Regions from separate parts of the Athene noctua genome. Here region 2 is linked to region 1. Evidence: chromatin contacts called from public Hi-C data. All regions are on one chromosome and are shown on one strand. The core of a region is the stretch at or near the end of the contact, and the rest is flanking DNA. Distances in the headings are between cores, read along the strand shown.

The links. Hi-C and Micro-C count contacts between places; a contact is called where the count stands out from the background.
Region 2: a Hi-C map of heart shows a contact between it and region 1, with 4 times the contacts expected there. The contact joins the promoter of CDC14A here to the promoter of RTCA in region 1. A contact is called at or near these places in 2 of 2 Hi-C or Micro-C datasets (heart and liver).

The regions. Positions count from the first base shown.
Region 1 is chr5:21,846,534-21,852,016 of bAthNoc1.hap1.1, reverse strand. It overlaps RTCA (RNA 3'-terminal phosphate cyclase), which reads right to left and starts at 2,447. Exons shown (of 11, transcript XM_074906659.1): 1 at 2,223-2,447; 2 at 2,000-2,100; 3 at 923-1,066. The coding sequence starts at 2,267. DBT (dihydrolipoamide branched chain transacylase E2) reads left to right here and starts at 3,123. Exons shown (of 11, transcript XM_074906657.1): 1 at 3,123-3,304. The coding sequence starts at 3,254.
Region 2 is chr5:21,992,212-21,997,694 of bAthNoc1.hap1.1, reverse strand. CDC14A (cell division cycle 14A) reads left to right here and starts at 3,287. Exons shown (of 17, transcript XM_074906660.1): 1 at 3,287-3,727; 2 at 4,268-4,358. The coding sequence starts at 3,622. EXTL2 (exostosin like glycosyltransferase 2) reads left to right here. Exons shown (of 6, transcript XM_074906670.1): 6 at 1-2,402. LOC141960723 (a long non-coding RNA gene) reads right to left here and starts at 3,125. Exons shown (of 3, transcript XR_012633685.1): 1 at 3,012-3,125.

The DNA.
Region 1 (5,483 bases), core at 1,198-3,697:
GTTATCTCACAGGAGTCTCAAACATAATTTTGCATTGTGAAAACAGTACTGAACTGAAGAAAACATGGTTTTGTTTTCTTAAGTAACTTCCAAATGTTTGTGAACCTTACTGTCTCTCTTTTTTTTCTCTTTCTTGTGCTTAATTATTAATTCTGCTGCATTGTTGCTTACTCAAACCTTTCTGTGTTAAGTAAAAGGCATCAGCTTGGTTGTTTATACTATTGCAGCTCAGAAAAATATTTCTCTTAACTTAAAGGAAACTTTAACTTATGCCTAACCTGGCTAAGCTTCCAAACTGTTCATACCAGCCTTCCACAGCTAAACCCATTTACTCGGTTTTGCAACAGATTCCGAGAACAAAAGACCCAACACACAAATATAGGATAGAAGAAAGACAGGCAAAACCAACCATGGATAGAATATGCTTCCAGTTCCAAAAGACTAGTATCCCATATTGTACCACTACAAGGGCAAGTAAAATCTTAAAATTTACGTTATTATATGATGAGGATTATTTCAGATTTCAGGGATTTGAGATACTTTTCTAATTTGATGCATTTGACCTGATATGTAATGTACTAATGTAAGAAAATAACAGATAGTTTTAAATACATGGGCAGATACTTTTTGCTTAACATTAATGAAGTGTTCAACTTATATATAATTTATAATTTTAAAAATATTACACTTCCATGTACTTTATTCATATGTATTCTGCCTACACTAAAGGTTCTTTGGTCACATATATCCATCTCAGGCAGCACAGATTTTGGCACATTACCCATGTATTAATATTATTTTTTTCCCTGCTCTTCAGTGATAATTTTAAAGTTACTAAAACATCTTCTGTCGTAATTTCAAAGTTAACAAAAGCAGCTAAGAGCAGTTACTGGTCAGTCATTATCCGTGTACAAAGACATACCCTGCTGTTTTTGTATCTGCTACGTGGGTTCCGCCTTTGATCTTCCCAGGAGTGAAGGTTATTTCTGTTGAGCCAATTTCTCCACCTTCCAGCTTCCCCTCACATAGATCTCGAATGATCTCCAATCCAGACAGATGTTGAGGCCTTGGAATGACAATATGAAGTTAAAGATACATGCAAGTATACTACGTACTCAGATTAGATTAAATGAACTACTAAACACAAACTAATAAATACTACAATTGCAAATTTCAGATCAAACAAAGATCAGAAATTCGAGCTGGTTCCTACAGTACTTCTCCTGAGTTCACAGGAGCCAAAGGAGCAGCATTCAGACCATCCTGGAATGTGAAGGATTCTGGTCTGTTTTCCACTGGAATGGGTCCAGACAGACAGATGAGGTGCAGGAGCAGTCGCCTGTCCTAATGCAATAGATGCTTGGACAAAAATGCAGTGGGATAACGATGGCAATGGTGAACTGGAGCCAAGCCAGATACTGGTTGCCGGAGCCACAAGAGAGCTCACAGCTGAGCTACCTATCTGTCCTGCTGTGCTGGCGTTTCCATTTGTTTGAGTAATTTAAATAGGAAAGAGATGAACTGTTCTTAACACTGTACGCTCGCTCGGTGAACCACGTTTTGCTGAGGCATTATGTGACCTCAACCGTATTTCACGTTTCATAGCGTGCAGTCTGCTTTGAACCTTCGAAAGGATTCTGGAGACGCTCCCTAAATCCGCGGTGCCTGACAGGGGCCGCGCCCTCACCTGCGCCGAGAGGAAGCGGGCGGAGGGCTCCCAATGCTCCCGCTTCATCCCCGAGCTCTCCTCCGCCTCGGTCCCTCCAGGGAAGCGAGCACAGGCGGGGCTTTCTGACACAAAGGCCCTCTTAAAGCGATGGAAACACGGGGTTTGCTTTTGGAAGCATTCCAGACCAAAGCCAGCCGAGGCGTTCGCACGGCTGCGCCCCGGGCCCGGCAGGGCCTCACCCACGCCGCACCGCGCCCCCGCTGAGCGCGCCCGGACACCGCCGCGCCCCGGGACAGGCGAGCCGACGCGAAGCCGCGGCAAGGGCCGTACCTGAGGCCGGGCTGGCTCCTCCCGGCGCGGATCCTGCGCACCCGCAGCGGCAGGCCCAGCAGGCAGCTCAGGGCCGTGGACACTCGCAAGATCTGCCCGCCCTGCAACGCGAGAAACGGCGCTGGTCGGCCGCCACGGCACTTCCCGCCCAGCCGGCCGCTACCGGCCCGCCTGCCACCGCTGCCCGGGGCGAGGCGAGGCGAGGCCGCCCGCCGGTGCTCACCCCCTCCATGATCCCGCCGTCTATCTCCACCCTGTCCCCGTCCATGACCGGCGGCGAGCGGAGCCGTCTCTCGCAGAGGCCCCTGCCGCGCCGATGGGGTCCCGGCGGGTCCCTGCAGACGGAGAGCCCCCGGCGAAACAGCCCCCCGGGGCCGCGAACGCCTGCCGACGGGACGGCGCCCAAGATGCGCTCCGGGGTCGGCGGCGCCCCAGCCTGCCGGTGCCTGGACCGGGCGACAGCGCCGGAGCAGGCGCAGAGCGGAGCCACCTCCCCGCCCGCCCGCCCGCCGTGGGCTGGCAGGGGCGGCTCCGCTGCCTGAGGAGCAGCCGCCGGGTCCCAGTGCCCGGGCAGCCGCGTAGCGGGCGGGGAGAGCCTCCTTCCGCCCGCGTTAACGAGCGCATCCCGGCACAGGGCAGAGCAGCGGCGGCTCGGCGTCCCGGAGGAGGCAACGCATGGCCACGGGACCCGCTAGGCCGCGGCGGTGACAGACGCGGCACCCCGCAGGCTGGGGCGTCAACGCCGCGCCGCCCTATGCTGCCGCTGCCGGCCGGGGGAGAGCGGCCGGACTCCCGCCGCCACGGGTTACAAGCGACTGGTTCCTCCAGAAGCGAGATCGCTAAAAAAAGCACGGAGAGACGTACGCGTGTTGGCCTGGCAGCCGCACTCGGGACTTTATTACCGCCATACGGGGAAGGGCCGGGCCCTTCGCGCTGCTTCGGCCAAGAGCAGCCGCACTCCCTCCGCCACCGCCTTTGCTGCTGGAACCCCCGGGCGGCGCTCGGGACAGGCGACGCTCTCCCGTTACTTCCCGTGGGCGTGTGGCGGCTCCGAGGCGCCGCCTGCGCTCCCCGGGCGGTGGCCCCGGCTCGCCGCTACCTCCCCGCGCCGGCCCCGGCCCCGGCGCTGCCCTCCTGGCCCCGGCCCAGGGCTGCCGCCCGCTGCCTGGTTGGCTGCGGCCGGCGCGGCTGCCCGCGGTTGGCTGGTGAGTGGGAGGTGTGCGGGGCGTGGGCGCTGCCTCTTCCCGGAGTAAGATGGCGGCCGTGACCGCTCTGAGGAGCAGCTGCCGAGCGGCGGGGCGCCTGGTAAGGGGAGCCGGGGACCCCGCGGGGGGTGGCGCTCCCGGTTAGCCAGGGAGGGGGCGGACAACGCGCGGCCCCCTCGCCGCGGCGGCGGCATCCTGGAGCCCCGCGGCTTCCTTGCAGCCGGGAGCGAGCGCGCACCGCGGCAGACCCTCGGCGCGGGCAGGACACGCTCGCGCGCTTGCCGCCTCCCCTCAGCCCTGCCGGCCGCCGCCTCCCCCCGCGCCTGCGGGCGGGCCGTGCCCGACCTGCCCTCCCCGCCTCCGCTCAGCCCGCCCGGCCGCCTCAGCCGCGCCTCCGAGCGGGCAGCGCTGCCCCGCGCGGCGCGGGTGACCGTGTGTCCCGCAGCCGAGGGCGCCCGGCCCCGCACGCCCCGTGCTGCCGCCGTGCCGGCGGAGCCCGCCCGCTGCTCCCGGGGGCTCAGGATGGCTTCGCTCCCCAGGGGCCCCCAGTCAGACCTCCTCCGCCCCACGCTGCTGCCCCCGGAACGTCTTCCCCCTGTGCGTGTGCCTCCTGTCATAAGGCGCTGGCACCCTTCTCTTCTCTTGCTTCTCAGCCGCCTGGTTCACTGCATCGCCTCTACGTTCCGCTGCCATCCCCGCTCCTCCGCCCGTGCATCAGCCCCCTTTGCATACCGTGTCTGCACAGGGACGGTGTAGTTACGTAAACACAGAAAGGGGAAACGTGTTTCTTTGAATCCCAGGAACCTTGACATTTGTTAATTAAGTAGTTGAGATATCATACTTCAAAAAGTGAATCTAGTTGGTTGCCTTTTAGGACACCTGCAATCTTATAAACATATGCCACCATTAAGACTTTATGCTTTCTCCTGCCTTGTATCACAGTCTTCCCGCTGTAGTGAAGAGTGCTGGTTTCCAGTTCTGTGGCTGCTCTTTTGTGGAATGTCAGGGAAAAGAAACATCTTTTTGTAAGATAGTCCAAGTGAAAGCAAAATTAAGGATCAGTTCCAGTTTCTATTATTATTTTTGCTCTTAATAATAATCCATATTGTATTTTGAAAGCACAGTAGTGAGAGGCATTTTTTCAGTGATGCTTTTGTAATTATCTAACTTTGGGCTACATACAAGCAATTTTCTACTAATTAAGAATATTGAAAATAGCAGCTTATTTTTAGTTTTCTCTTTAACTAAACCATCTACTCTTAAACCCAGAGGGAGACTCTGATAAGATGAAAATGCTCATCTTATCTATGTGTATGCTGAACTAGGTACTAATTCTTCTTGTGACCATCTACTGTGAAACAGTGATAAGTTCCAAGAAGTAATATGGTTATTATAATATTAAATGGCTTTATTTTAATATTCTCAATGCCTTTGCAAACACTTTGGCTAGCAAGATGAAGGACAGTGTAATATTGGTTGTCCAAGGGGCTGTAAGTTGTGAAGAAGAAAAGAAAGGAGCTTGGGAGTCATCGTGTTAAGTAGCAGGGAAATAACAGTTACTCCGACAATAGGACATCGTGCGAGTTACTTAGGTGAGGAATAATGTCTGACTGAAACGTGCAACCAAGGACATTGGTTCAGTTAATATATAGGCAGCTCTGTACTTGGAGATACAGAATATGTATGCAAAACAAATCCAGTGTGAGTAAATGTCCATTAAAATGACTTGATGTGACAGCAAGTCAGAGTTGTATAGAGGAGTATCCTTTAATGAGAAGTCATTGCCTTTGAGCACAAACTATTCAATTTGGTTTTGGAATTCAGTGTTACTTCATCAGGTAATCAGTTGCCTGCAGGCTGCATAAAAACATTTCCTTCTGAGGCTAATGGTAGATTTTTTAGATCAGTATTGATTTAGAAAAGCACAGTTGGCTTCTTTTAAGGGAACAACCAAAACTGAACTAAACAGAGACAAGGCAGTTCTCCCCCAAGTAGCAGACAGCTCCCATGCTGTCTTGATTCAAACCACAAGTCTTAGTCAACCAGGTATCAGTGGCTGATACAGCCTCAGTATCAGTGAGAGACTGGAGTGAGTCCTCAGTTTCTTCTCCCCACGCTAACTCTGCACTCTGAAGGAAAAGTGTTCTCTTACTCTGGCATTATTGCTTTTAAGTTGTCATATAGTGTAATAGTGGTGACATAGACATAGCTGCTAGTACTGTGCCTGTTGGTTTTTTATTACTATATTTTTCCAGACATTGAGATACGTAGAAAACTAA
Region 2 (5,483 bases), core at 2,038-4,537, 140 kb before region 1:
TCCAGAAATGCAGCTTTCCTAGTGGTAATTTACTGCATTTCATTTACTTACTGGTCTTCTGTAATTTCTGTTCTGTGCAGTATCAACTAGAATTGTGAAGACTCACAGATGTTGTTTACCTTACTTTTGAAATGCGAAATGAACTGTCAACTCAGCCAAATCTTAGCATTGGGTTCTTTGTTGGGGAGAAGGAGTTGTTTTGGGTTGGTGGGTTTTTTTTATTCTTCTGTATCACTGAATGAATTAATAGAACAAAGCTTTTATTATACTGGTAAATTTAATTTGTACTGTTGTCAAATAAATTACATAAAACAGATCTGTGATATAATTATTTTCAATCTATTGATCAAATTTTCCAGTGTTAGATGTCTAAAGTAAGCTCACAGTTTGCATACATATAAGCAGCACAAAGATTTCCGTTTTTAAAAACCATGGTTTTGTTGGCACATACATTCACTTAATTTAGGTAAGGCCCACTCATAAGGAAACAAAGCCATCAAAAACAACAGCCTTAGGCAGTTAGGCTCAGATGGCAAAGAAAATTCAAAGTCTAAGACTTCAACTCTAGTCATAATTCATTGTGATTGGGAACCAAAAGGGGCTTGTTTATTTTTTGTTGACTGGTAACTTTTTATCACTTGATGGTTATAAAAGTGCCTTAAGGTTCTTTAATGAAATGTATTACTTTGTATTTTTAACAAAATTATATGCATGTGATGATCTTCTAAGAGATTACCTAGATGTCATTTGGACATATTTTGGAGTCTAAACAGATTCATCACCCTCTCTGTAGAAATTAATGTTTATGCAATACATGATTTTAAAAATGGTATCCAAAAGATATATTTGAAAAATCCTTGTGGGAAAAATCAGGATATGGTCTTAAAATGATGCAACAGGACTACAAGAAAATTGCTTCTTTACCTACAGGTAAAAAAATGCCACAAGATGTCACTGTAGCCTTGATACTTGATATCAAATGTTTAAAGTAGTAATTGAAATTGATTATAATAAAATTGTATGAGGTGAAAACATTGTTAAAGCTAGCATTGTACAAGGTGAAATTCATTAGATAATCATACTAAAAGCTATGAGACAATACTAGAACTGAAAAAAACCATGGAGGTTATTTTGTACATGTTCTTACAGGAAAGAAGAGAAAGATTAAGTATTTTCTATGCCTACAGAGGCTCTGGCTAATTGTCACAAATGAGAACTTGCATGCAACCAAAACAATATCTGTAATTTTGCAAAAAGGTATATAAGCTGTACACAAAACAACATTCAGTTGTTTCTAGTCATGTTTACCTCCTAGATTTTCCAGCCTAGCTAGATGGATTTACAAATAATGGGCTTTAACACAAACTATGTACCTAGGGATTCTAGGTACGGGATAGCTAGCCAGTTTCCTGCTCCATCTATGCTTCTGTTGCCCAAGAGACCTTAGATAAAGCTAATGTGAGTACGTTCACACAAACTCCCCTCTAGTAGCATGCAGCACAGACTGTAGCAAAAGTTTGAGCTAAAAAACAAGTTCTGGAGAAAATACGCTGGTATCTCTCTTCTTACACAGGATATGTTACACCTTAGAGAATTACTTGTAAATTAAAAAATGCAGTATGTTAAAGACAAGTGAAAGTCCTATAGAACAATATAGGAAACTATAAACATTGATTTCTATGAAAAGCAAGTACCCTCCAAGCACCTTTACTTAGTTTGCTGTTACAGAAGACTCAGTCTTGCAAGCATCTTGTATGGAATAGTATTTACTACTGAGAATGAGGTTTATTACCTAAGTTCACAAAACCAGGCCCAAAGAGGGTCATATTTAGGAATGTTAGTTCTGGAGCTATGAAAAAAATGAAAAAAGATTAATGTAAAAACATAGGTACAAATTATTAGAACCAATATCAAAAATAAATAAGCAACTACAATTGCACAGGAAAAGTATTTTCTGTAGTACTTCAACATATTTGTAAGGCTTTAAAGGTTATCCATTGCTTATGACACTAGATTAAAAATTGAAGAGTCAAGTGCTTCACACGTGTTTAGCCTCATCTGCAGACACACTAGAATTAATTACATGAACTGGTAGTTACAGTAGGTTATTTAGGAAAACATGGTAATAATAATGCAGCCTCAGGGCTGCATATTGCTTTGCATTATGTCTTTTTAAGGTGTTTCAAGGGTGGTTTTTTTTTTGTTTTGGGGAAGAATCTCAAGGTACCTCTCCTTTGCAACCTGTTGCTTGTTTAGTTGTAAAAACGAGATGGACCATCTGCTCTTTGGCACGTATTCTTTCTAAAGGGAAGGGTGGTAGAAGAAGAGCATTTCTAACACTTCGTTTCTTTGGTAGTAAGTTAATTGCAGACTGCAAGCTAACATGGACCACCAGGAAGTCAGTCTTTCACTTTTTTTTTTTTTTTTTTTTAAGCATCAAGCTACGAGTAATTTTGTGGGGTTTTACCACAGCCTTCGAAGCATACATGAAACTCCTCATGGCTGGATGACTTCTCGGGAAGAGCGAGAGCCCACACCTCAAACCAGTGCGTTAAGAGACTTCCTTGGGGCAGGGGTGCGCGTCGTCCTGTCCCATTCGCAAGCGGCTTCTCCGAGATCACGCTTCCCCTCAGTTCTCCCCAGCAGACGACGCTGCCCGGCAGATACAACTCCTCGGTGGGAGGGAGGAGGGACCGACCCAGCCGGTGAGAGAAACCCCGGGGGACGGGAAAGGAAGCTCCCGCGCAGCGGCTGGCGCCGAGGCTCCGCTGGGGAGAGCTGCGCTCTTTTCGCCAGGCACCGCGCGCGCATTGGCTGGAGACGTAAGAACGCAGCTTGTCATTGGTGAGTCGGTTTGTCTGTCAGGCTAAATGGCGGTGCCGACCCAGCCGGGCTGGGCCCTGCGAGTAAGTGTCCCAGCCAGGGGAGAGAGCCCCGCCCCGCCCCGCTCCCTCTCTCTCCTCTGGGGCGGCCGCCCGCCCCGCCCCGCCCCGCCCGCGCGGCGCGCTCACCTCCCTCCCGAGCGGGACCCGCGCTGCAGGGGCGCTCGCTCCGGCTCGGGTCTGCTTCCCGCCGCCGCAGGCCCTGCGAGCTGGACCTCGAAACCGCCTCTGTCTCCCCGGGGCCTTCTGCCACGGGCCGCCCTCGGGCGGGGGGGAGCAGGAAACGTCGGGGCGGGGGGGGGGCGGGGGAGCAAGGCGAGGGCGGCGGGCGGGGCTGTGCCGGGCGCAAAGCCGCTGCCCGGCGGGCGGGCGGGCGGGGAGGCGGAGGGCGGGGCCGCCGGGCCGGGGGCGCCGGACACTCGCACGCCTGGGCCGGGCGAAACAAAGGCTCGGTAACGCGGTTGCTAGAGCGCCGCCGGTCGCCTGGTAACCGCCCGCTGCCTCTGCTCCGGGGGCGTCTCCTGGCTGGGGGCGGGGTGGAGCTTGAAGTCCCTGCGGGCGCCCGCCCGCCCTCCCGCTCGCCGTGTCCCGGAGCTAGCTCTCCTCTCCGCTCCCGTTCCTATGCGGGCTGCGGCAGCGGCGCTCCCAGCGGCGTGGCCTCGGGCGGGCGGCCCTTCCGGGCAGCCGGTGCCTTACCAGCGAGCGCGCCCCGGCCCTGCCGGGGCTGCCCGGGAGCGCCATGAGTTCGGAGCCGCCCCGCGCCTCGCTGCTCCGCGCCCTGTTTAAGATGGAGCCGGCGGCAGCCGCCTCCGAAGTGCTGGGGGGAGCTTCGGAGTTCGTGAAAGGTGAGAAGGGGCCGGGGAGGACTCTCCGGCCCCTGGCCGCGGGGGGCCCGCTCGCCGGAGCCTCCCGCGGAAAGGAAACCCGCTGGCTTCGTCTTTCCCGGCCTCCCCGCCTCCCTCCCCCAGCCCCGCGGGCTGTGCTGCGTGCCCCCCTCGCCCTGCGGTTTTCGCGAGCTGCCTGCCCCCCGGCTGCTGCGGGGCGCGCCTCAGCGGTTCCTTCCTCCTCTCTTTTCCGGTAAGAAGCGGGGCCAGCACCTGTTGCTATGTGCTGCGGCGTGCTGGCTCAGGCACGGCCCCCGCCCGCCTGAAGTCTCTCCCGAGGGCTGCCTGGAGCGGGGCGGGGGGTCCCCGTGGGCAGGGCCCGCAGGCGGAGCGGGACTCGCGCTCCCGCCACCGCGCACGCAGGAGAAAAAGGGGCAGCGGTGCCGCTTCCGCTCCCGGGCGGCGGCGGGGCAGGACGGGCCCGCGGGGTGACAGCCGTGCCGCGGGTCGGCGGCGATCTGCTTTGTCCGTCCTACGCCGTTGCCCTCCTCTGTCTTTCAGATCGGTTGTACTTTGCTACTTTACGAAGTAAACCGAAGAGTACCGTAAATACCCACTACTTCTGTACCGATGAGGAACTGGTCTATGAAAAGTAAGTGTTGTGATCTGGTGTGTTTTGCGCTCTTAAAGTGATCACCGGAGATTCTTGCCAATACGCTTTAATGCTGTATGGAGTACATTTGCCCCGTTTAACTGCTTACACAAAACACGAGTATAAAGTTAGCCTAGATATATTTTTACATTAGCTCAAACTAGTTTAACAAGATTGTTATTTTAAAAACCCACAAAAACAGCTGCGTGACCAGTTAAATGGCTTAAAGTGTGATTGAGCTAGGAGAAGGGTATCTAGCTCTGTAAGATTTGTTTATAAGGTGGAGAAGATCTCTTAAGACGAATTACATCTTATTAAATGGTGTCTTAAATAGAAGACTTGTTCAGTATGAACAAACGATTGGTTTATGTGTATTTTCTTGTATAGAGTATGAAGTGATCACATTTTATACTGAATCATAAGAATGCACAGCTTAAATGTGCTTTTAAAGAACATCTGCAACTTTTTTTGTAAGCTGCAGAAGGTTTTGAGATGGCACTTCCTGTTGACTTTTGTAGCTTTAGAACAGCAGAAAATATTTTCTGTGAAGTAAAAGCTTCATGTGTTTGGAAGACACAGACAGCATATAGTATCCACAGCTATAATCAATTTTACTTCTGACCTTCTATTAAAGGACATAAAAGACACTAAACAGATCAAGTAATCACTCTTATGCTGTGGTTAAAAAGTAGCTGCTTTGCACTGCGTTCCCAGGTCAACTGTTTCATGTGTGATGATACATCTAGCCACTTGACAAAGGGTTTGCTGCAGCACAAGTGAAACAAAAAAACGTGATCTTACTTTAAATGAGTTTTTTTCCATGTGAGTTGAAGAACTTGTGAGCATCGTCGTTCTTCCTTCCCTTCTGCAGTTGCTTCTGTGAAGGTGTAAACCAATCATTCTTGCTTCCTAGCTTACTTTTTATGCACAGCCTACAGTTTTAGGGTTTCTTTTCTACATACATTTTTGAGTCTTCATTATCTTAAGCTGTGTGCCTTCTACTTGAGTTCCCAATGATTTGTTCCCAAAGTTGACTTATGTAATTAACTGCTTGGGTTGGGAGTTGGTTCTGTAATGATCACTAACTAATTTAGATTGGAAGGGTCCTCAGGACCCTAAGACAAG